2 separate regions of the Zea mays genome follow, and region 2 is linked to region 1. A link is a contact called in public Hi-C data. All regions are on one chromosome and are shown on one strand. Each heading gives the region's core, a stretch centred on a gene start, on an enhancer-like site or on the middle of the called end of the contact. The rest is flanking DNA. Distances are from core to core; before and after follow the strand shown.

Region 1 (6,426 bases), core at 3,811-6,310:
GTCAAGTCGAAGGTACATTTATAGTTCAATATTGTTTCTATTTTTCCATGATAATATAATGAGGATGAATTGACAATGCTATATAATTGTTCATGTTATCTCTTACATTTCATATGCTTCTCCTTTTATTAACATATACCACAATGATTAAGGTATGTCCTTCATGACCTTCGTTTGAGGATCATTATATCCAAAGGAAAATAATGCTTCGAAGGACGAAGGGCATTAACATTTAACATTTTGTGTTGCCTTGTTCTTAATTCATAGCACTTGAGAACAAGTCCTCAACAACCAACAAAGGGAGGATATCGAAATAGCTTATGTAAACACCAAGAATCAATTAGCTGGTATCTTTACCAAGCCATTAGATGAGAAAACCTTTAGCAAACTTAGAATGAGCTAAATATTCTTGATTCTCAGAATTTTGATTGAAACATTGCACAAATAGCTCATTTATATACCTTTGATCATATCTCTTTCCTTTGGTACAAATACCTATTTCTTATTATTTTTGTACCAAGACTATGACTAATGTGTTTTCAAGTATATTTCTATACTAAGTCGTAGATTGAAAGGGAAAAGGAGTTTTTCGACGAAAACAAGGCTTCCACTCAACTCTACACGGTATCATTTACCCTTCATCGTTACTCCGCACACTTCTCAAATTGGTATAATCCTTCACTCTTATTTGCTTGTACCAATAGGGAGAAATAAAAAAATGGGCTCTCAAACTCTCCGTTTTTGGCAATTATTGCCAAAGGGGAGAAAATATTAAGCCCAAAGCAAAAGGACCGCACCACCAATTTCAAAATTTTTAAAATAAAGATTTAATTGATATTTTTCATTGGTATCTATGTCATGGCAATATCTCAATTGTTATCCTTATCTTGTGATAGCAAAATCTCAATTGGTATTGTTTTAAACATCAATTGGTATCTTGCAATGACAATTACTTCAATTAGGAATATTTAAAGGTAGATTTTCAAAGTTGGTATCTATTAAAACTCTCTTGAAAACTAAGAGGAGAATTTCACTCACGGGGAGTTTTGTTTAGTCGAGTTTTGTTTAGTCAAAGGAAAAGCATTTGAAATAGGGGGAGAAATTTCAAATCTTGAAAATGCTTCTTGCAATCTTATTTATATACCTTTGACTATTTGCAAAAGATTTTGAAAAGGTTTTCCAAAAAGATTTGCAAAAACAAAACAAGTGGTGCAAATGTGGTCCAAAATATTAAATAAAAGAAAGCAATCCATTCATATCTAGTGAGATTATCAATTTGTTTAATTACAAGTAACCTATGCACTTACCTTATGCAAACTAGTTCATTTTGCACTTTATATATTTGCTTTTGTTGGCATCAATCACCAAAAAGGGGGAGATTGAAAGGGAAATAGGGTTAACCTTTTCCCGCAATTAATTTTGGTGGTTGAATGCCCAACATAAATATATGGACTAACTAGTTTGCTCTAGAATACATGTTCTACAGGTGCAAAAAGGTTCAACACAAACCAATAAAGATTCAAGTTAGGGACCAAATTTTAACCAGAGCAAAGACTTGAGTGTGCTGTGGACTGGCGCACCGGACTGTCCGGTGTGCCACCGGACAGTGTTCGGTGCCCCATGTCCGTACGAAGATGAACCAGCCACTCTCTAGAAAATTGAGCCACACTCCGCTATAATTCATCGCACTATCCGGTGTGCCACCGGATTGTCCGATGTGCCAGTGGAGCAACGGCTAACTCGCACAACGGTCGACTGCAAAAGCCGCTCACAGAGGAACAGTGCGCGCAGAGTCAGAGCCGCAGAGTCAGAGGCGCACCGGACAGTGTCCGGTGTGGCACCGGACTGTCCGGTGCCGCAAGGAGACAAAGCTCCAACGGTCGACTTCGCTCCGAACCCTAACGGTTGGGTGACGTGGCGGCGCACCGGACGGTGAACAGGACCTATCCGGTGGCGCACCTGACTGTCCAGTGCACCCATCGCCAGCAGCCTCCTCAACGGCTACTTGGTGGTTGAGGGCTATAAATACCCCCAACCACCACAACTCCAAGCATCCAAGTTTTCTGAAGTTCTCATTCAATACAAGAGCTAGTGCATTCACTCCAAGACACATTTCCAAAGATCAAAGCCTTTCTAAGTCCCAAATTCATTCCAACCACCTAGTGACTTGGGAGAGTGTGTGTTCGTGTTCATTTGTGCTCTTGTCTCTTGGATCGCTTTCTTCTTTCCTCATTCTTGTTCCAAGTGAATTGTAATCAAAGCTAGAGACACCTAAGTGTGTGGTGGTCCTTGTGGGGTCTAAGTGACCCGTTTGATTAAGGAGAAAGCTCACTCGGTCTAAGTGGCCGTTTGAGAGACGGAAAGGGTTGAAAGAGACCCGGTCTTTGTGACGACCTCAATAGGGACTAGGTTCTTTAGAACCGAACCTCGGTAAAACAAATCACTGTGTTCATTCGCTTGATTTCCATTTGACTTGTTTTCCCCCTCTCTCTCGAACTTGATTTAAGTTCTAACGCTACCACCGCTTGTAGTGTGTGTTTAAAGTTGTAAATTTCAGATTACGCCTATTCACCCCCCCTCTAGGTGACTTTCAGTATCCTATCAAGATCCTTGATACCCTAACTCGTGTTACAAGGAGTAAAGTGATCAAAATGTGCAAAGTACAATGGAGTCAGCATAATAAAGATGAAGCTACCTGGAAGAGAGAAGAAGAGTTACGAGTAGATTGCCTTCTATTTCATGAGAATCATTAAGGAGCATATTTAAAGTGAATAATTCTCTAATAAAACATAAATAATCCATGTATCATGTTGGAGTTTATTTGGTTATGCATTTAATAATAGTAATACTTAAAATATATATTAATGACCAAATTGGGACTTAACCTAATTTATAATTTAGAAATTGGAAATAATATAGAAAGGGAAAGAGAAGAATACTACTATATATATATATATATATATTCCTTCCATACTGGTATGTTCAAATTGTATATTTAATATGAGTACAAAATTCACCACAAAGTTTGAATTCAAAGTTTGGAATCTAAAAATGAAAAGAAAAAGAATCAGAAAAGAAAAAGGAATATACCCGCGCATGGGCCTAGGACCTGGTTTCGGCCCAAACCGACATCCTCCCGCTCGGCCCAACATGTAGGAGACGCTGACATGTGGGGCCTACGCGGTCGGGCACACCTTGCGCGTGTCGCGCGCCCTCACATCCGCTGTCTCATTGACACCTGGGTCCACGCTGTAGGAATGCACCGCGCGCACCCTACGCCACTGCGAGTAGGACCCACTCGTCAACCACTGCGTCCGCGCAAGTCGTGTTGGTCGCTTACGTGTGGGCCCTTCTTGTCACGTTCGTCCCCAACTTGCGGACGAGCTGTTGCAACAACCTTGCGCCGTGATGCTGGGAAGACCGGGTCGGCCTCCTCCGTGCTCGGGGATTAAAAGCCGGGGCCCTTGGGTTGTCTTGCGCATTCCCCTTGAACACCTCGTCTTTCGTACCCTTCCCCGTCGACCCTCGTGGCCGTGAAGCGGCCCGAGAGTCAACCTGCTGCTAGGAATCGACGTCTCCTCCCCTTATCTGTTTCATGGAGTGCCCTGGACGTCCGAGGCAACACGACAGGCATTGCAGGGAAGAGCTCGGCGACTACATGTGATCTGTGCGGTGGAATTGGTCGCCGGGGTTGGGAAAGCACCGCCGGGCCGCAAGACATCGGTAGTGGTCCTCTACGCCACACAATCCTTCGGTAAGAAGTCCTTGCTGAGCTCACTAGATCCCTAGCTACGTTTAGCATCTCTTGGTTTGGTGTTTGGGCTGTTGTCGTGTCAATTTGGTGGTCGCCGGTAATGGCGCCGCCGTAGAAGGGAGGCGCGGCGCATTCGGTTTGCCTTCTAAAACTGGGTGTGACAGCTTCGCTTGCCTGTCCATCTCTGTCCCACGTTCGTCAACGAGAAACAACTACGACTCGGCTCTATAAAGAAATATTTAATTGGTTTAATAGTAGATCAAAGTAATGAAACATATACACCACCTGTTTTTGATCGACACTTCCCATGTGCGTCACACATGTGAGATTTGCCAGTTCAAAACTGCCTCTTATTTAGACAGCCTTTGAGTGACCAACATAACATAGTATTTATCATGAGCTATGTGGTTATTCTTTGCGTCCATGCTCGGCCGCCAAAAATAAGAACATGACCAACTATTTTCGATAGTCAAAAATAGCGTTGAAAATAACCATTTCTAGGGTTATTTTTGGCTGCTGTTTCTTGGTCACCAAAAATAACTAATTTTTGATGGTCGTTACTGAAAATAACACAGACTTATGATGAATAAGACAATGTTGCCAAAAATAACTATAAACCCAACGAAAATAAGTTATTTTCTGTAGTGCACCACTACTATTCCTTTATTTTATTGTTGGCATGGTTGGTTGTGTGTGTATTCGCGTTTGGATTGGCCTCTTTGCCTAACTCTTTGTGTTTATGTTTTATGTTTTGTTTCTATTTGAATAAAATAATACGTAGCTTTCTTGTATATTGTTAGTTAAAAAATAAGAATGATATGGTTGGTTCCTGTTCCTATCAAATTTTTTTGTTTTATTCTAGTGGTGCAATAATTTAAAACTATGGCATGTTTTGGGTTTATTTTAGACAGACTCGTCGTCAGCTAAATAAATTGGCAACTCTATGCCAGCTAAAAGGGTGTTTGGTTGCTCTGAATAAAATTTAATTAGTGTCATATCAAATATTTAAATATCAATTATAAGTAATTAGATTTTAAAAATTATCTCATATTTTAGGCTTCATCTATATAATTAGATTATATTTAATATCATTAATCATCATTCAAACATTTGATACGATAAAGATTAAAATTTTAGTTGTTAGATCCAAAGCCATTCAAAATAAAATAACTGGCCGGCTGCTGCGTTCCAATTCAAATACACAATCAACAGGCACCTGTATATTAATTTTGGTCTCTCAACGATGTCCTCGGAATTGAGCCGCTGGCGACATACATAAGCAACAGCCTAGTCGCCATCTTTTTTGTACCGTACGTGCCTTGCGCCCTTGCCCATCCAAGTCCAACCTCCCTAAACTACTCCTGCGTGCTGCCTGAGCGAGTGAGCGGCGATGGAATCCTTGGGTGTGCTGCTCCTGCACCCGCTCGACACATACCTGGAGCAAGAACTGGATCGCCGCTGCCGCCTCCTGCGCCTCTGGGAGGTGCCGCATGACCGCCGTGGAGAATTCCTCCGTGCCCACGCATCATCGATCCGCGCCGTGGTCATTGGCGGCGGCTCGGGCTTCGGCGGCAACCCGGCTCTCATCGACGACCTCCCGCGGCTCGAGATCATCGCGTGCTACGCCGTCGGCTACGACTGCGTGGACCTTACCAGATGCCGCGAGCGCGGGGTCCGGGTCACCAACACCCCCGACGTGCTCACCGACGACGTCGCGGACCTTGCCGTGGGACTCGCCATCGCCGCTCTCCGCAGGATCCCGCACGCCGACAGCTACGTCCGCGCCGGGCTGTGGAAGGCCAATGATGGCCACTACGGTCTCACCACTCGGGTTCGTTTTTGCTTCTATTCGTTAAGTATCCTGCGCTTCTACGCCGTGAGCATTGCTTCATATTACTTATAATTGGAAAAGAGACAGAGACATTTTTTTAAACTCTAGCTAGAAAAGGACTTTAGCAAAAAATATACTACTCCATTAGTAATTAGAAAAGCTGTAGACCTCTTTTTTTAATATCAATAAACTTTTAATTTAAGTTGGCCGCCCAGAGCGTCTAGGTCACGCGGAGCACACAGCAGTTCCTGACTTTTTAGAGGACAGATGTGAAATCTGATTTGAAGACCTTATCCCATATATATATAAGATGAAAAATATAAAATATAGCCAAAAACACTTACTTGTTATCTGATATCATTAAAAATATCTTCTAACATTTTGGGATACAAAATCATCGATTATATTATTGAGATCAATCTCATTCAACAATTTCTTTTCGACTCATAGGATCGTCAAGCCATTTAACCTCTCTTGAGTTATTGTTGACTTTAAATTGTTCACAAAAATATTTCAATTTTAAAAATCTTCTCTCCGTCGCTAGAACCATCATGTGTACAGTAAATAATACTATCTCTATATCAAATCTATATCAAAATAGAATTCGTTTTGCTTCTTTAGTGGATTCATCATCATGTAGTTAAATATAAACATAAAAATCGAGAGATAAAACAAATACTATTTTAGAATGGATAGAGTATTTGATAAGTAATTGAGACATTAGTTTAACAATCTAAACAAGACTGATCGATAGTGTATCGCTCTTTACGTATTTGTGTCTAGGATAGATAGATTTAACTAAAAAAAATGCTAGCGTTTGGTGGCTAGAGGACACTCTGTT
Region 2 (6,444 bases), core at 3,390-5,889, 160 kb before region 1:
CCCCGCCACCGGAGCCTTACAATCCCCTAGCTGATCTAGAGATGAAGGAAGCACTGGATATTATAAGCATGGTGAACTCCATTATCGACGAAGTCGTCGACAAACTTTTGAACGAAGTCACAGAAAAAGTCCTTAGAGAAGAATAGATTTTGTTGTAATAATATTTTGAAATGCTTGATGTAAGGAACAATTGAAGAAAGATTAGGCTTCTGTTGTAACAAAACTATGGAACATTTGATGTATGTAATATTGAACCTAATATGTAAGCTGTTGTAATTTATTTCTTTGCGATGCACGAAACATACACCCATACCGTTTTTTGAGCCTTCGGCGAAAAAACACCTTCCCTTCTTTTCATGCTTCGTAAAGAAGGAAACCCCTTCTAGGGCAGATCTGATAGAATTGTCACTCGAAGCTTGCTTCGTGCCTTAGCTTTAATTTCGTTATAAAGACCTTGACCGAATTTTCATTGAATCACTCAGAATTCATCCTCCAAAGTTCATCCGAGCTCACTATCAGTCCAACCCTAACACTTGATCCGACTGACAGCCCGAGTTTGAGTCCATTTTACTCCAATTTTGGTACAGCACCAATGCTTTGTCACTTAACCAAAGTTGTACTCCTATCATAGCTCTACAAGATTGATGTATTGACCTAGGGCAAAATCCTCATGAATTAAGAAATACAAGGCTCCAAAGTTGGCTCAATTTCACTGAAATTCAGAGTTAGCCACATAAGTGTGCTTGGGACTTTTTGCAATTAAGTCCAAATTACTCCATACTTGTCACACCCGGTTTTAGAGGTAAACAGAATGCGAACCATGTACGTGCCAGGATCAGAAATTCATGTACACAACGATTACATAAATGACTCATCATAGCACAGTGCTTCGAATAACATTAAAGAATGAGTAATAATATTCAAGGCTACAGTCATTTACATAATATAAATCAAAGTACACAGAATCGAAACGTAGCCAACGTAAACAAACCCACCACAAGAAGCTGATTGGGGGAGGTCGCTAGCCTAATCCTCGAACTCGTCGAAGTCTCGGAACTCTTGGAGATCCGCCTCGACACCTTCTTCTTTACCTGAGCATAGATTGCACCAAAGGCAACCTGGTGTTTTGTGAAAGCAAGGGTGAGTACACATCAATGTACTCAGCAAATATCTCATTTGGCTGAAGTGGACTAGCTTTATGTGGAGTTAGGATCAAATAGTTGCTTTTAGTTGGGCGGGTAATTATTACTAGTATAGAGCCAGGTTTTAGCATTAACCCAAGTTGTTAACCCAAAAGTACTCTTTCCAAACGGAAAGAATACCAGAAACCATAATCATAATCATAATCATAATCAAAACCATCATTATCCTCATCATCACCTGTAAATAAAGTATCTATGATCAATGTGTCTCTAATCAATGGAGCTCCCTTGGCCGCTCATAACCGCGAGCACGGCTGATATATCAGTTTCATAACACTCTGCAGAGGTTGGGCACTTTACCCACGAGCCGTGATTCCCTCTCTAGCCCGAGCTTTCAAGACCCTTATTCACTCCCGAGGTGAATGGCCAAGGATTCACTACGAAGCCTTTACAAAGATTCCCTGAGGCTGTAGCCGCCCGTTAGGTTTCCTAAATGTACCGCACTCCTCTCCAAGGGGCAATCCACCCTCGGCAGAGCGAGCCGCATACACCAAGCCCCATTGACGGCACGACGGCGAAGCGAACTACACCTCAGTTCCTCTAATTAATTAGCTAAGGGCGTCCCATACCACCCTCATGGTTGCACTGTTTTCTCGGGTGGTCATCCAACGAACAGGTCCTTGCGGAGAGGCACTCGAGAAACCGCTCAAGTCCCCTAAAATGCCACAATATATCTTCATATCCAGAATAAAATCATAGTATCATCATTGTATCTCATCATGTTCATTGATTAAAGTAAAGCGCTAGCATAGAACTAATCATGATAATCAATTCCCAAAGTGTAAACAAGGACTGGAAAACAGAATACTAGTCAATCCTTAGGTTGATCATGGTATGCGGGTTGATGAATTATAAAGTAAATGGGACATAATAGGTCAGAGGACACTTGCCTTCACCAAACAGATGCTTAGGGTCTTCAACCTTATAGAACTCGAGAAGCCTGACCACTTGGTCGCCAACGCTTGATCACCGATCCCTCGAAGCTCGAAAACGGATCTCAATCTAATCGCAACGCGAAGCGAAGACGAACAAGCATAAGCAAACAAACACATATTTGCATAAGATCATTACACCATACCAAAGAAAACATAATGAAAACATGCAATACGAAATAGAGCTCGCTACTACGGTCACACGAGGAAAAGAAACGCGATAGTCTGAGCTACGGTTGAGAGGTTGTCGTGTTTACACTAAACAAGTATTAGTTAGAACATTTAATTCAACATTTATCAAATATAAATAATATCTACTACTTAGTTTTGACTAACTTGCTATTTTACTACTAGACAATTAAACATACAGTTAATTATATGACAAGGATGATTTTATGCGAACGATTAAATATTGTGCGCAGACAGCACGCGATACGCGAGGCAACGCGCGCTACCCGCGAAAATGACGCGCGCGACACGCGGGAACGACACATGCGAACGATGCACGAACGACGTGCAGACACACACGACTTAGTGTGCGGCAACGCGCGAAACAGTACGACAACATGCGAACGGCGCGCAGACACGCGTGACATAGCACGTGGACGACACACGAAACAGTGCGAGCGCGAACGACGAGCGACTCAGCACGTGACAAAGATGAGTAGAAATGGGTTTACGACGCATTATATATCAAATAACTGACCATTCGCGGCTAACAAACGACGCGACCAACGAATACTACTAAATTGTGATTAAAGGTGCAAAATTATTTTTCTAAGTTGATTTTAGTTAATATAAATTATTTGCGTAATATATTTTAGATAAATTGAATTATCAATTAGTCAACGATTAAACGAGAATTAATTAATAAGCATGAACGATTATAGCGAAACGATTATCTAATGTAAGTGGATCGCGCACGCGACACGTGACAATGCTTGAAAACAGCGCGCGGACGACGCGCTATGACGTGCGCGTATAGCACACGCGCTATGTGAAATAGCACGTGCAACACGTGAAAATGGCACACGCGATACACTCAAACGGATGACGGCGACGAACGCAAACAGCACGCCGTCACGCGAGAATCACCAAATAGATGTAATGTTTATACTAAACAAGTATTAATTTACAATCATCTGCGTTGATATTTGTCACATTAACTTGTATTTAGAAAAACGTAAATTTAAACTATACATGAGTTTTATTAAATTTCCATTTTAATAGCCAACTAATAGACAAATAATTAATCAATTAAAACATGTGTCACGGTAACGTAATGTTTTTAATATACACAAAATATTATTACAGAGTTAACGCAACTGAAATAGACAAAAACGAATGTTTAACGCAAAAATATGTCATCTATTTAAAGAATAGTAAATTTAAAGTGAATGATAGGTTTTTATTGATTGGAGCAGTACCACGCTAAAGGCCACAGAGACCATGGGCGCACACGATCCTGATGAGGGGCAGTTTTCAGTTGACTCCGGCTGCATGCGCATGCCATAGGGGCCTTGACGGTTTTTATTTCTTGGTTGCATGCAGATTGCACGCTATGCATGGGGGCGGGGCTCAGGCGCATGCAAACATCATGGATCATAGACGGAGCAGTTGCTTACTTCTTCTCTATTGCAAATTGCAACCTGCACGACGCTAACAGCAGGGCAAAACCGGATCGCGCAGGGGGTAGAGGGTTGTGCCGACGGCTTGCCGGTGATGGCGTGCACGGTGGAGCTCGCTGGCCGGGCTCCCGCAGGGCAGGGCTAGCATGCACAGACACGGCGCAGCGTAGGGACATCGTGAGAGAGGCGGTCTAGGCAGGGGTGCCATTGCAGGATGGCTGCAACCGCCGGGCACACACGGTGGCCGGGCTGCTGCTCGCCGGAGCAGGCGTGTGGGGGCAGCTCTACGCACATGCGACTAGGTTGTAGAGGCCGGTGGCACTACAGCCAGGGTGGGTTGTGGTAGCGCGGCCTCCGCCGGACTCCGGTGGCGTGGCTCTACAACGACTAGCGTAGGGGGCAGGCTGGTCGTGGGCTTGGCGTAGGTGTAAAGAAGCTCGCACCGACCATGGGAGGCGGTCGGGCGCAGGGTGTTGGGGTAGACGGGAGGGAATGCTGACCTTGGCGTGTGACGGTGAGGCGAGCCAATGACGAATGGCGAAACGCGGATGCAGACAGTGAACGCCACGGTCTCGCAATGGGGCGCTGGGAGGCGGACGACGTCGAGGCTGTTCTGGATGGCGGTGGCGGAGGCGATTGCTACGCGCTACGAGGTGGTCTGGGCGTGGAATGACTTTGGCATGAAGCGAGGGTGGTTCCTCCATGCTTGAGGAAGGGGAGAACAGGGCCAGTTGTTTTGAGCGTGCGGCAGATGCCGAGGCTCCTTGTCGTGGCCGGCTCGGGCGGGATCATGGGAGAGGAAGTTATAGAGAAGGAGATGACAACTAGGCCCTGCCGAGCAATCCCAAGCGTGGGGCAGTGAGTTTTTGGCACGAAGCGTGGGTGGGCTCTACTGGGCAGTGGTCCCCACGGCACAGCCGTGATGCCGAAGCACACGACCACACCTGGGCTAGGTTGCATGGCAGTGTGGGGAGAAGACGGTTTTTTGTTTTTTTATAAAGGTATACGTATATATTTATACATGAATATGTATATATATTTATATAGATCGTGCACTACACAAATACCTCGAATTTTTTAGTATTTTCCTTCTTCTGATTGACTAGGACCATTTAGCAAACAAAAATGTGCTTCAACATGATATGCAACAATTAAACTCCTCTAGTGTTTTATTTTACCAAGCATAACACTTATATATAAAACAAAATAACTCTCCATTGTTTAGAAAAAAGTAAAAGATGCGAAAAAGGAGTGAGTAACACCTGAATTTTGAGTTTAGAGCAAAGAAATTCTTATACCTAAAATTCAGGGTGTTACAATACTACTTGAAAGTCCTCCAATGTAAAAGTTACTTGGTTTTTGATATTCTACCACTTTGATATTTATATTTTCGTACAAAAGTGTAGAGAATTTTAATTCACCACCCTAGGGTACAAATTAGGGTTTTCTAGGGTTTCTTTTAGGGTTTTTCAGCACTTTAGGGTTTTTGTGCCACTGAATTCCATCAAACTAAATATCTTATGAACCTTTCCAATGACTTTTGAGGTATTACTCATTTTGGCTTTACTTTCACCCATAGGCCCTAATCCCAGGGTTAAGTATATACACATCTTACAAGTTACATGAAGCTAAAAACCTAGGAAAATTTTCCTGCAAGAAGTGTTGAGTCTCCCCGGTAGCTTCATCTTCAGCATGCTGGTTCCATTGTACCTTATAGAATTTGAGGGTTCTTTTTCGAGTGATCATGTCCTTCTGATCCAAAACTCAAATGGGATGTTCTGAATAAGTCAAATCTGGTTCCAAAGCAACATCCACCACATTGATGGTTCGATCAGGAATCCGAAGGCACTTTTTCAATTGGGATACATGGAACACATTATGTACTGCAGATAATGTTTTAGGCAGTTGAAGTTTGTACGCCACTAGTCCGCGTTTGTCACACCCGGTTTTTGAAAGGTAATCCGAATGCGAACCATGTACGTGCCAGGATCAGAAACTCACGTACACAGCGATTACATAATTGGACATCATCACACATTGCTCAATGTAAATAGCGGAAAGGTACTTTAATTACATCAAGATGTCCAAGACATCCACAGAGTCTAATACATAGCCATAGTGTTCAACATTAATATCAAAGTGCGAAGAAGCGAACGTAGATGATAAGCCTACACAGGCAGCTGACTGGGGTTTGCCACTAAGAAAAACTAGAATTCGTCGTAGTCCTGGAACTCCTCCAAGTCCTCCATGTTACCAGCATCACCTCCTGAGCACTGAGTACAGTGGGGACAACCTGGGGTGGGGGTGGTTTGTAAAGCAAGGGTGAGTACACATCAACGTACTCAGCAAATGTCCCGTTTGGCTAAACTGGACTAGCTGTATGTGGGGTTGAGGTTAAGTAGTTGCTTTTATTTAGTCAAACATTTATTACTATTAGTAGAGCCAAGTTTTAGTAATAAACCCAGTTATTACCCAAAAGTACTCCCTCTAAGAGGAAATACAAGAGATCAGAATTATAACCAACATTATTAACCATCATCATAAAAGTAACCAAAGTTCTTCTAATTAAAGAAAATCCCAAGGCTGCTCTTAACCGTGAGCTCGGCCGATATAGCAGTTTCTAACACTCTGCAGAGGTTGCACACTTTACCCACAAGTTGTGATCCCTTTATGCCTCGGGTC

Evidence for each region. Hi-C and Micro-C count contacts between places; a contact is called where the count stands out from the background.
Region 2: a contact with region 1 is called in a Hi-C map of leaf, with 4 times the contacts expected there. The contact joins the enhancer-like site here to the promoter of LOC100281069 in region 1. A contact is called at or near these places in 2 of 25 Hi-C or Micro-C datasets (endosperm and leaf).

Annotation. Positions count from the first base shown.
Region 1 is chr1:144,257,346-144,263,771 of Zm-B73-REFERENCE-NAM-5.0, reverse strand. LOC100281069 (glyoxylate reductase) reads left to right here and starts at 5,060. Exons shown (of 2, transcript NM_001153988.3): 1 at 5,060-5,585. The coding sequence starts at 5,145.
Region 2 is chr1:144,418,461-144,424,904 of Zm-B73-REFERENCE-NAM-5.0, reverse strand. No RefSeq gene overlaps it. Among protein-coding and RNA genes, the nearest start is that of LOC100285776, 29 kb to the left of the region's middle. Within about 2 kb of position 4,639, at least 14 of the 20 cell types and tissues checked have an H3K27ac peak or open chromatin away from gene starts, as enhancers often do. A contact at or near this core is called in endosperm and leaf, where this site is marked.